Linked DNA regions of Mus musculus: region 2 is linked to region 1. Evidence: chromatin contacts called from public Hi-C data. All regions are on one chromosome and are shown on one strand. Each heading gives the region's core, a stretch centred on a gene start, on an enhancer-like site or on the middle of the called end of the contact. The rest is flanking DNA. Distances are from core to core; before and after follow the strand shown.

Evidence for each region. A called contact is a pair of places that touch in the nucleus more often than the background predicts.
Region 2: a Hi-C map of bone marrow-derived macrophages shows a contact between it and region 1, with 1.6 times the contacts expected there. The contact joins the promoter of Plekhf1 here to the enhancer-like site in region 1. A contact is called at or near these places in 4 of 39 promoter capture datasets (embryonic stem cells, hematopoietic stem and progenitor cells, liver and 1 more), 23 of 484 Hi-C or Micro-C datasets (CD4 T cells, CD8 T cells, ECoMG-derived neutrophils and 17 more), 2 of 115 datasets of contacts at active chromatin or transcription factors (embryonic stem cells and epiblast stem cells) and 3 of 9 other capture datasets (adipose tissue, embryonic tail and liver).

The regions. Positions count from the first base shown.
Region 1 is chr7:38,153,707-38,158,708 of GRCm38.p6, forward strand. No RefSeq gene overlaps it. Among named protein-coding and RNA genes, the nearest start is that of Gm30912, 12 kb to the left of the region's middle. Within about 2 kb of position 2,310, at least 34 of the 459 cell types and tissues checked have an H3K27ac peak or open chromatin away from gene starts, as enhancers often do. A contact at or near this core is called in bone marrow-derived macrophages, where this site is marked.
Region 2 is chr7:38,226,050-38,231,051 of GRCm38.p6, forward strand. It overlaps Plekhf1 (pleckstrin homology domain containing, family F (with FYVE domain) member 1), which reads right to left and starts at 1,945. Exons shown (of 2, transcript NM_024413.2): 1 at 1,892-1,945.

The sequences.
Region 1 (5,002 bases), core at 1,060-3,559:
TCCTATCTTTTTTTTTTTGAGACAGGGTTTCTCTGTGTAGCTCTGGCTGTCCTGGAACTCACTTTGTAGACCAGGCTGGCCTCGAACTCAGAAATCCGCCTGCCTCTGCCTCCCAAGTGCTGGGATTAAAGGCGTATGCCACCACTGCCCGGCTTCCTACCAATTCTTAAGACTTCTGTCTCTCCACAGTTGCTAGTGACCACCAAGGCAGAGGCTAATTACCTCCCACTTGCCTCTCACTAGGAGCCTGGCTCTGCCAGACCCTTCCCTTCCCTTAAGTCCCACAGAGAGAACGGACCAGACACCTTCAGTCCTGCCCTGTGCAATGTTCCAGAACATTCAACTTAGCCAGATGCCTAACTGGTTTATTGCTTGACGTCTTCCAGCTCCATTTGAAGGGAGCTTGGCTTGAGGTAGGTGCACAGTGCACACTTTGGAGGCTGAAGCAGGAGGATTGCTATGAGTTTTGCAGCTTCTTGGGCTACACAGTGAGTTCCAGGATACTTAGGACCATGGTGTCCAAAAACAAGCAAACAGATACCCAAACCCAAACAAAAAGAACCAATAAGTAAATACATTCCACTTTTTGAGTCATGTAGGGGAACATGCTGTAATCTCAGAATGCAGGAAGCTGAGACAGAAGGATAACAAGCCCCAGGCCAGCCTGCCCTATATAAATTGTCTCAAAAAACAAAACAAAAAACAAACAAACAAACAAAAACTCTAAACAAAGACGACTGCTGTTTGTGAGGTGATTGTGAAATGTCTATTTTTGAGGTGGGTTGAGTTTTCTGAAAAGCTCAGATGATCCAGTCCAGCCTTTTCTTCTGGTCACCATGAACCACGTGTTTAGGAGTCCCAGGCAGGGGTGGCTCCCTGTGGCAGGCTCCCAGGTGCCCACTGCATAAGCTCTCCATCGGCTGCTTGCTCAAGTCCTCTCCTGACCCCTCTCCCCTCTATCTCTTCTTCCTACTTTCCCGAGAGTATATGCCAAGCAGGGTCTGTGTCACTGGCCTTCCTTCTTACTGCTGACCCCACACACAGCCCCAGGGCTGGGGATAACAACCTGGCACCCACATCTACCTGTGCAGAGCAGGAGAATGAAGGAGAGGTCACTCAGAAGTCTTGCTCAGTGCCTGCCCTAGACAGGAGACAGACTTCTCTGGCAGCTACAAAAATGACTGTCCTCTTTGGTCCCCATGCCCAAGAGACCCTTTCCCTAAATGGTCTGAATAAGTCTGGCCCTAACAGATCTAGATAATTGGGGGCTGAAGCCATGGCTCAGTGAGCGCTTAAGAGCTGGCTGCTCTTGCAGAAGATCCAGGTTCAGTTCCCAGCACACATGGTAGGTTTCAACTGTCTGTAACTCCCACTTCAGGGGATCTGATGCCCTCCTCTGGACTCTGTTGGTATCAGGCATACATGTGGTATACTTACATTGTTGTAAGCAAAACACTCAAATACATACAAATTTTTAAAAATACTTTTTTAAAAAGTCTACATAGCCGGGCAGTGGTGGCACACACCATTAATCTCAGCACTTGGGAGGCAGAGGCAGGCGGATTTCTGGGTTCGAGGCCAGCCTGGTTTACAGAGCGAGTTCCAGGACAGCCAGGACTACACAGAGAAACCCTTTCTCTAAAACAAAACAAAACAAAACAAAACAAAACAAAACAAAACAAAACAAAACAAAACAAAACAAAACAAAACAAAACAAAACAATCTGTTGGTTCTGGGCCTTGTTCATTGTAACCATGTGCTATACCACTGAACCAATCTCAATTATTATTTGAGGACCCTGTCTGACAGTGTAGCCCAGGCTGGCCTGGAATTCATGATTTTCCTATCTTAGTGTCCTGAATTCTTGGATTACAGTGGTGCATAGCTGCAGCCTGCTCCCATAAATATATTTTTAAAATAATTGTAACCTAGGTGTGGAGGTGCAGGCATATAATCGTAGATTTGGGAGCCTGTGGCAGGAAGAGAGTAAATCTGAGGGCAGCTACATCAGCTACATATCAAGACCCTGTCTTAAGCAAACAAAAACGCTTCTGCAGGAGCCTTAATCTCCATTTTCTTTAGCTGTCGTAGTCAGGATTGTATTGCAGGATATTTGGTCACACTGTGGCATGGCTTAGCCCTTAGTACACATCTTTAATTCCAAACAGTGAAGGTAAAGTTAGTTTGTAGAAGGAAGCAGCCATGTTTGAAAGTGATGTCTAATTGAGTAAGACTTGACAGAATAGGAAATGCCCAACTCTCACGAGAAGAGGGAAGAAAGAAAGAAGAAAGGGAAGCTACTTAGGGGACAGTGCAGGAAAAGAGGAAGTGGTTTTATTCGGAGAGTTTTACAGGCACAGGTTACAGAGAGAACAAGATGGGCACCGGTGAAGACAGAAAGAGCCAGAAAATGAGAAGGAGCCAGAAGATTAGAACCAACTGATGGAGTTAGTATGAGGCCAAGCAGAGCAACTCCGGGGAGGCCAAGAGAAGCCGAGTTGAAGCAGTCAGCCTGGAGAGGAGCTTGAGCCGGAGCAGCTGAGCTGACCAGCCAGCCAGAGCTCACAAAGAGCTAGAAAGGGCGAGCTTAGCCTGAAGTCTCAGAGGCTGGAAACATTCTAGGCCTAGTTAAGGCTGTACGGAGGCTAGAGGCTTCCAAGACTAGGCCTAGGTTAGCAGACTGAGGCAGTAAGCCTCAGAGATGGTAATTACATCTGATGAATAATGGTTACATTACAGGCCTGAGCTGCCTGAGCCAACTTTCTCTGTTCTGAGTGTGTACTTGCCTCCTCTCATTTTAGGGGGTAAAGATCAGCCTGCCCTTGGTCACACAGTAGGTCCTTTTCTTCTCTTAAATTGTCTTATCCCTGATTGGAATAGTCTTCTCAGCATGTATTCCTGCTTACACACACACACACACACACACACACACACACACACACACACGATTCAGTCTATACAAGCAATGGGGTTTTGAGGGAGGTGGCAGCTGTTTAGTGTGCATGTTTGTTTTGAGAGAGTCTAAGGCCGGCCTCGAACTCTCAGTCCTTCTGCCTCAGCCTGTTCAGCACTGATGGGTTTCATTGTAGCTCAGGCTGCTCAGAGATGGTCTTCTGACTCAAAGGTGTTTGAATAGAAGCTCCTTCATGTCCACATGAACATGGTTCCTCACTGTGAAGTAATGCAAAGAAAGGAAGCCTTCTCCACCCCTAAAGAACCTAGCTGCCTGCAAAGAAAGATGGCTTGGTGGCAGTTGCAGTCTTTTGTTTCAGCACACCCATGCCTGAAGGGATGGTGAGCAAGACTGGCCCGGGGTGCTCTGAGCCCCAGAGCAGACCAGCTGCTGTGCACTGCCCAAGGCCGATGTGCCTGCCTGGGCCCAGCTGGACACCTTCTGAGCCTGAGGACATGGTTTGGACAGTTTCCTGCAAAGATGGAGTGGGCGGGGGAAAGGTGGCAGGTCAGAGGTCAAACTGGATCTAGCTTGAACTTTAGACCAGCAATTAAGCTAGCCACGCCATCCTTGCCATAGAATTCTTGCTCCATAGAATTTTCTGGATCTATTGGGGACTGTGGCAAAGCAGATGTTGATCTGGAAGTCTCTTGGCTCATCAGGCAAGGGTGAGTCGGTCTCTCAGGCAGGTCTGTATCTAGGAGAAAGGATCCAAGTCATTTATTTAGAACCGCTTTGTCTAAATTTCAGGGTTTTTTTTTCTCTCTCTCTCTCAACACAAGGGATTAGAACCAGGTGTGTGGCTCAGTGATAGAATGTTTGCCGAGCATAAACTAGGCCCTGGGTTCCATTCCAGCCACTGCAAAAATGAAAACTAACAGGCAAACAACAACAACAACAAAAACCCAACCAAACAGTCCAACACAGGACTGGGGAGGGGAGAGGAGAGCAGAGGATAGCTTCAATATTCTCAAGGACATTGAAAAGTAACTGCCAAGGTGTGTGTGTGTGTGTGTGTGTGTGTGTGTGTGTGTGTGTGTGTGTGTGTGTGTGTGTTGCATTGGATCCCCTGGAGTTGGAGTTCCAGGTAGTTGTCAAATGACATGGTTGCTGGGAACTGAACCCAGATCCTCTAGGAAAGCAACAAGAGGTCTTGACTGCTGAGCTGTCTTTCCAGCCCCAACCTCTGACGTCTTAAAGCAAGCTAGTTTCAGGACATTGCGACCCAGGCCTGCCATCCCAGCTACTTGGAGGATCAAAAGCTCAAGGCTAGTCCGAGTTACAGAAGAGTTCAAGGCCTGCTTGTAGATGTGGGTCCATAGAGCACCTACCTAGCTTGTGCAGAGTCCTGGGTTCAAAACCCAGAGAGTACATCTGTGACAGGTGCCTTAGTGGGCTCAGCAACCCTTGGCTTCTGGGTGAAGGGTCTTCCTAGCTCCTGTGTGGGCTGTATAACATAAGCAATGCAAGAGAGGATGGCCGACAAGGCACAACCAAACCCGGGTTGAGGACACAGCAGAGGGCACACCTAGGATAGACCAGGGTGCTGTGTTCCTCGCTCCATAGAATTTTCTGGATCTATTGGGGACTTTGTCTTACAAGCCTTGCCTTCCTTACTGCTGTGGGCAACTTGACTGTGTGCTTTAAGTGTAGACTGTCCTGGGATCGTTCACTAGGGAGTCATTGGCTGGTGTGATGACCTTTCTCTCCTCCACCCCCAAATCTATCATCATGAGTCTTGGGGACCACAGTGCCCCTGGGAAACAACATTCCCTGCTTCACTCTGCCTAACCACTTATGGCCTCAGAGCTTGTACAGAGGTACTTCAGAGGGCTTGGCGCGTGCTCCAGGGAGCCGTGCACACTGGGTATGGTAACAGAGGTATGCTCTTGGGTTTGAAGGTGGAAGACATTGTAGCTACCATGTTGGGAGGCTGGGTGGGATGGCATGGTGCAGTCTGGGGGAGGAATAGCCAGGCTCATCCTTACCTGACCTCCCTCGGTCCTCAGAGGGATCACCTGGAGGACGGCAGGTCCTGAGGCACCAGGG
Region 2 (5,002 bases), core at 695-3,194, 72 kb after region 1:
TACCTACCTTTCCCACTGTGCATCTATCTCCAAAGGGATTGGAAGGGATAGCTATACTCTTGTGTGTGTTTACTAGAGCCAAGAGGCAGAAGCAAACCAAATGCCCAGCACCGAGGAACACATAGTCAACGAGAAGGACTGGTGATCTACAACCAGAAACTAAAAATCCAGACCCATTATGAGCCACTGCCAGGCTTCCTAAATGCAACCTTAGTGAAATACAACCACACTCAGACTAACACAATCTAACATGTATTTACTCTCTGGCCCCTTACTGGTAAAATGCACAAGACACCTTGCGTGTGGATGTGGCTCACAACAATATGGGTTCTGTCCTGATGCAAGTCCTCAAGCCCTCTTGCTCACTGCAGTACAGCCCTTAAGAGAGGTCTGGGGCCCTGAACTCAGGAAGGAGTGAGGTACGGGAGTAAGAGGTAAGGTTACAAGGGGCAGGCAGGGCCTGTCTTGCAGGTCCACAGGCCAGTGTGAGCATTCCAGAGTTATTACAAGGGTACTAAGGGAGTGGCACCACCCAACAGAGTCACTGAGACCTTCTAGAATCTTCCTCCAGGAGAACAGATTAAGGAAAATAAACCCTTAGGTGCTACTTTCTTAGCACCCACTGTTTGCTAGACACAATGTTAATTAAGCACAAAGCATGGCTGTAACTCCGTGCCCATGAGCCACTTCACAGTCACCACCCAAGAACCTCAGGAGTGGGCCCAGCTTCCAGATAAACTCTGAGCCAAGGTAGAAAAACTTTGGCCCAGAGGGCATTCCTATAATCTAGCATCTGGTAAGATTAGATAGGAAGGTAGAGAGTTGTAGGTCAATCTGGACTATACAAGGAGACCTTATCTCAAAAAAAGCAAAATCTTTTGGGTAACCTGGTGTTTGTGGCCATGTCCTATCCCGGGAATTCACATGATGAAAAGGAGACAATAACTTCTGAAACTTTTGGCCCTAGTAAACAAAACAACACGCCCCCACCCCCCCAAAAAACAAACAAACAAACAAACAAACAAACAACAACAACAAAAAAAACATGCCCTGGGTCAGAAGTTCTTAAAATCCAGAGTGTGTAGTCTTTCCTACTGCCTGACTTTGGTGTCTTTCACCGCATAACACACAGGGTAGTCAGTCCCATCCCGCAGGCCACAATGCCAAACCCCTCCTTCCTTGGCGGGACAGGGTTGGCCAGGTCCCAGTGCTCAGACAACTAACTGGCCTAGCCACTCTGAGCAGCTCTGAGGGCTGACGTGGGCAGGACGCACAGCAAATGAAGCACTTCAGCTTACAAAAACCGCAGGGGTCTTGACTCTAGCACTGATCGCCCCTCCTCTGCAGCCTCTGACCGGGTAGAATCTGATACCGGTTTTGTTCACATTCTAAGGACTGCGCCCTCTCCGGGGAGTGCACACATTCCACTGAGACTTGGAACTGCCGGTTTCCCTCCTGCTAAGGCCTGGGGACACCTCTTTATTGTACTTCAGTTACTCCCTAGGAGAATCCAGGCCCGGTCCCACACCAATAACTTCCTATATGAAGAGTCGCGAACTCAAACTCTTCAGGGTCCCAAATCCGAGGCTATTGAGAACCGTCCCTCCCAACCCAAGACGTCTCTGGCCAAGACGAGGTTCCCGGAACATCACGGGATAAGGAGAGGGTAGAGACTCTGCGGAGAACCCTTCTCCAACTCGCGCACAGTCCTGGGACTCAGTGGCCCTAGAGTCCCAGCTGTCAACCCCTTCCCAAGTCAGAAAACAGCGAGCAGCCTCTGCTCCAGTGGAGCCCCAGATGCGGGTTCCTGAGGCCACCTCTACCCACAGCTGCAGACCTGGCAGGGTGGAGGGCGGAAGGGGAGCGCTCTCCCCCTCCGTAGCCTGCTTACCTCCCGTAGGAACCTCCGCGTCCGCACAGCCAGTCCCGAACTGGCGCCCGCCAATCCCTGCGCCGCCCACGCCTCCGGGTTCCAATTCTCTGGTCACGCCCCTTCGAGGGACTCTGGACCAATCGAAGCCCTGGCACGCAGGCGGGGGCGGAGCCGGCCCGAGTTCTCCAGAAATGTGCGCGGGCGTAATTAAACCGCTGGACCGTAAACGGGTCAGCAGCGGTTGTGCGTGGGGACGATGGGCTGATTCCTGGTTGGAGTCCGGTTCCCAGCTTTGCTGGTCGCCACACTCAAGACTGAGTCGGCGCTGGTCAGAGGAACAGCCTGTGAGGGAAGCAGGCATGACGGAGTGGTGGGCCCTCAGGTGCCCCTGTTACTATGATGTTACTCTTTTCAGCCACAGAGACACACGTTTTCTTAACGATCAACAGAACTTTATAATTTTTTTCCTAGAGGAAAATGTCAAAAGTACACGGGAGGAAATTAGTTTAGTGGACCCCAGGCATTCATCGTGTAGATCCAAGACGAACAGGTACCCCGCCCTGGCTACTGGTGTCACTTAGAACTCAATTCCAAGGCTGCTTTCCCATCTCACCTGCCCCCACGCAATTCTCATCCACTGTCTTCTGGTTCCTTAAAAACCACTCCCACCCTTCGCCCTCTCCCTCCTTTGTCATTTCAGTGTCACCTCCTCAGAGAGGTCTCCTTGGCCACAAAGCAGCAGTTCTCAACTCCATCCATTTTTTATTGTCTTGTTACCCCTGGCTGACCAGAAATTCTATATGTAGACTAGGCTATCCCTGAACTCATAGAAGCCTTGCCTCTGTCTCTAGACTGCTGGGCTAATATTAGTCTATAGTGTCAGTTTGTGTTGCTAAACTGGTTACATTGAAGAGGGACTAGCTCTGGTTAGCCTGGTACCCGCTGGGCCAAGACCAAACTGGGTTTGGAAGGGGATGGTGTGGCCCTCTGGTGATGGTGTTAGGGGCAGACCCTTCCCTAAACTGTCCCTTAATCCCTACCATCCCCCACATCCTTACCCCACCAGCGCTTATTGATATTTCTTTTAGGTTTGAAGTTTGTTTAATCATTTACAAAATGCACTGCTGTGAATATTTCAGATGGGGAGAAGACACATAAAAATAGAGACTTTTAGCCCCCCCTCCAGTAAACTCACAATCTCAAGTTCTAGAGAAGTACTCCACCAGTGAGATATTATATCTCCAGCCCTGACTTTAGCTCATCTTTAATCATAAGATTTAGGGATCTGGGTGTCATATGCCTGTGATCTCAGCACGCAGGAGGCTGAGGCAGGAGGATGGAGTTTGAGGGCAGCCTGAGCTACATAATGAGACCTTGTCTCAGTCAGTCAATCAAGGATTTGGCAATATTGGTTTATTTATGCAGAGGTCTGGTCGTTTGCTTATATTGTAATGCTAAATTACAATATAATAACAAGGCCAGGTTGCTTCCAGGGAGCCTTGCACATACTCTATAAATTGCCCTATGTAACCTTGCCCCCCAGCTTGTCCCTGATTGGTGAATAAAGCTGCCCACAGCCAATAGTTGGGCAAAAGAGAGATAGGCGTGGTCTTGAGTTCCCCAGTTTGGGGGTCAAGGAGACCTCGACCAGGAGAAAAAAAGGAGGTGAAAAAAAAAGGAAAACGCCATGGGGTAAGAACCTTAAAATAATCTCCATGTGGGGTGGCTAGTTGGAGTTAAGAGCAGCCCAGATGAAACATAGCAAATTATATAATGGAATTATTATATTATATAGCATAGAGGATAGATATCTGCCCAGCTCTTGTGCTGATTAAAGCTTATTGGAAGTATAAAGGTTGTATGTATCCTTTATTTGGGAATTAATGGTCAAAGCTGGGGTAGAAACCCTGGATTGGGATTAGAAATATTCATCAACATATTTGTCCACAGCAAACAGCCCTCTTTAGATGGGGCTCATTTTCTACTACAGACCCCAACACTCTCTAGAACCCACAGATGCATCCCACTTGGATTTTTGGTTGGAGGTGTAGCCACACTCTCCACTGTCCAGAGGGAAGGCAAGGTCTGAAGTCCCCTAGGCTAGGATGTAACTATTACTGGAGTGTTAGGACAAAGCCTGGCTCTGAGTTTCCACAGCATGGGCTGAGCCACCCATCCTTAGCGAGGAGGAACTTCTCAGGGAGAAATGGAGGTGACCAGGATGAGAATGGTCCCTGCAAGGGCAGAGCGGTTTTATTTGTTCTGGCATTTTGGCATCCAACACAGTACCTGGCAGAGAGGGACTGCCTGGAGGAGGGAGTCTAAAAGACCAGATGTTGGAGTCAGGAAACGTCTCCAGGTTTGCTCCACTGGTGACTCGGGGCCCGTTAGAACTCAGTACCCGCTGTCTCCTAGCCCCAGCATCTCCCGAAGCTGCCTGGAAGGGTGGGGAATCCCTAGAGCCGCTTAAGCAGACCATCCAGCTACCCACCCCTTCCCAGCGGGGGCTGGCTGTGGGTGGAGAGGCCTGAGCGGAGGGCTCCCTCCCTTCTCCAAGGAAGAGAACAAACTTGTGACTCAGGAAAAGGCAGAAGTTGAGTCAGCCAAGCCACAGCTATGGAAAAAATGAAGTTTCCTGGAGACCTTTTCTGCTTCCCTGGCTAAAAAAGTCCTTTCTGGGAAAAGCTGGTTTCCAGACACAGGGACCAGGGAGTCGGGGAAACCCCAAGGTCAGGAGGCTAGTTTTTATTTTGTTTTGTTTTTTGTTTTTGGCAAATTCCTGTGTGAAAAAAGACCACCAGGAGTTATCATTGTCGTGTTTATCAAGTTCTGTCGAATACCAAACATTATGCGCCTAACACTACATTATCTTGTCTCTCCCTAGTCTAAGCCAGCGATTTCCTGTGTTGAGCTCAAGAAGCAGAGGGCTAGGGATGTAGTGTCCGCCCCGTCCCATCCCCATAAAAGAGATTCTGGGTTCCATCCCAGGAAAAAAAAATGTAAAAGAGCTACTAACACTTAGGGGTAAAAACAACAAAATCTTAATCCTTGGAGAGCTGGAGAAGGGTCTTGGCCGGGGAGCACTTCTGTGCAAGGCCCTGGGTTCCATCCCAGAACCACAACCACACA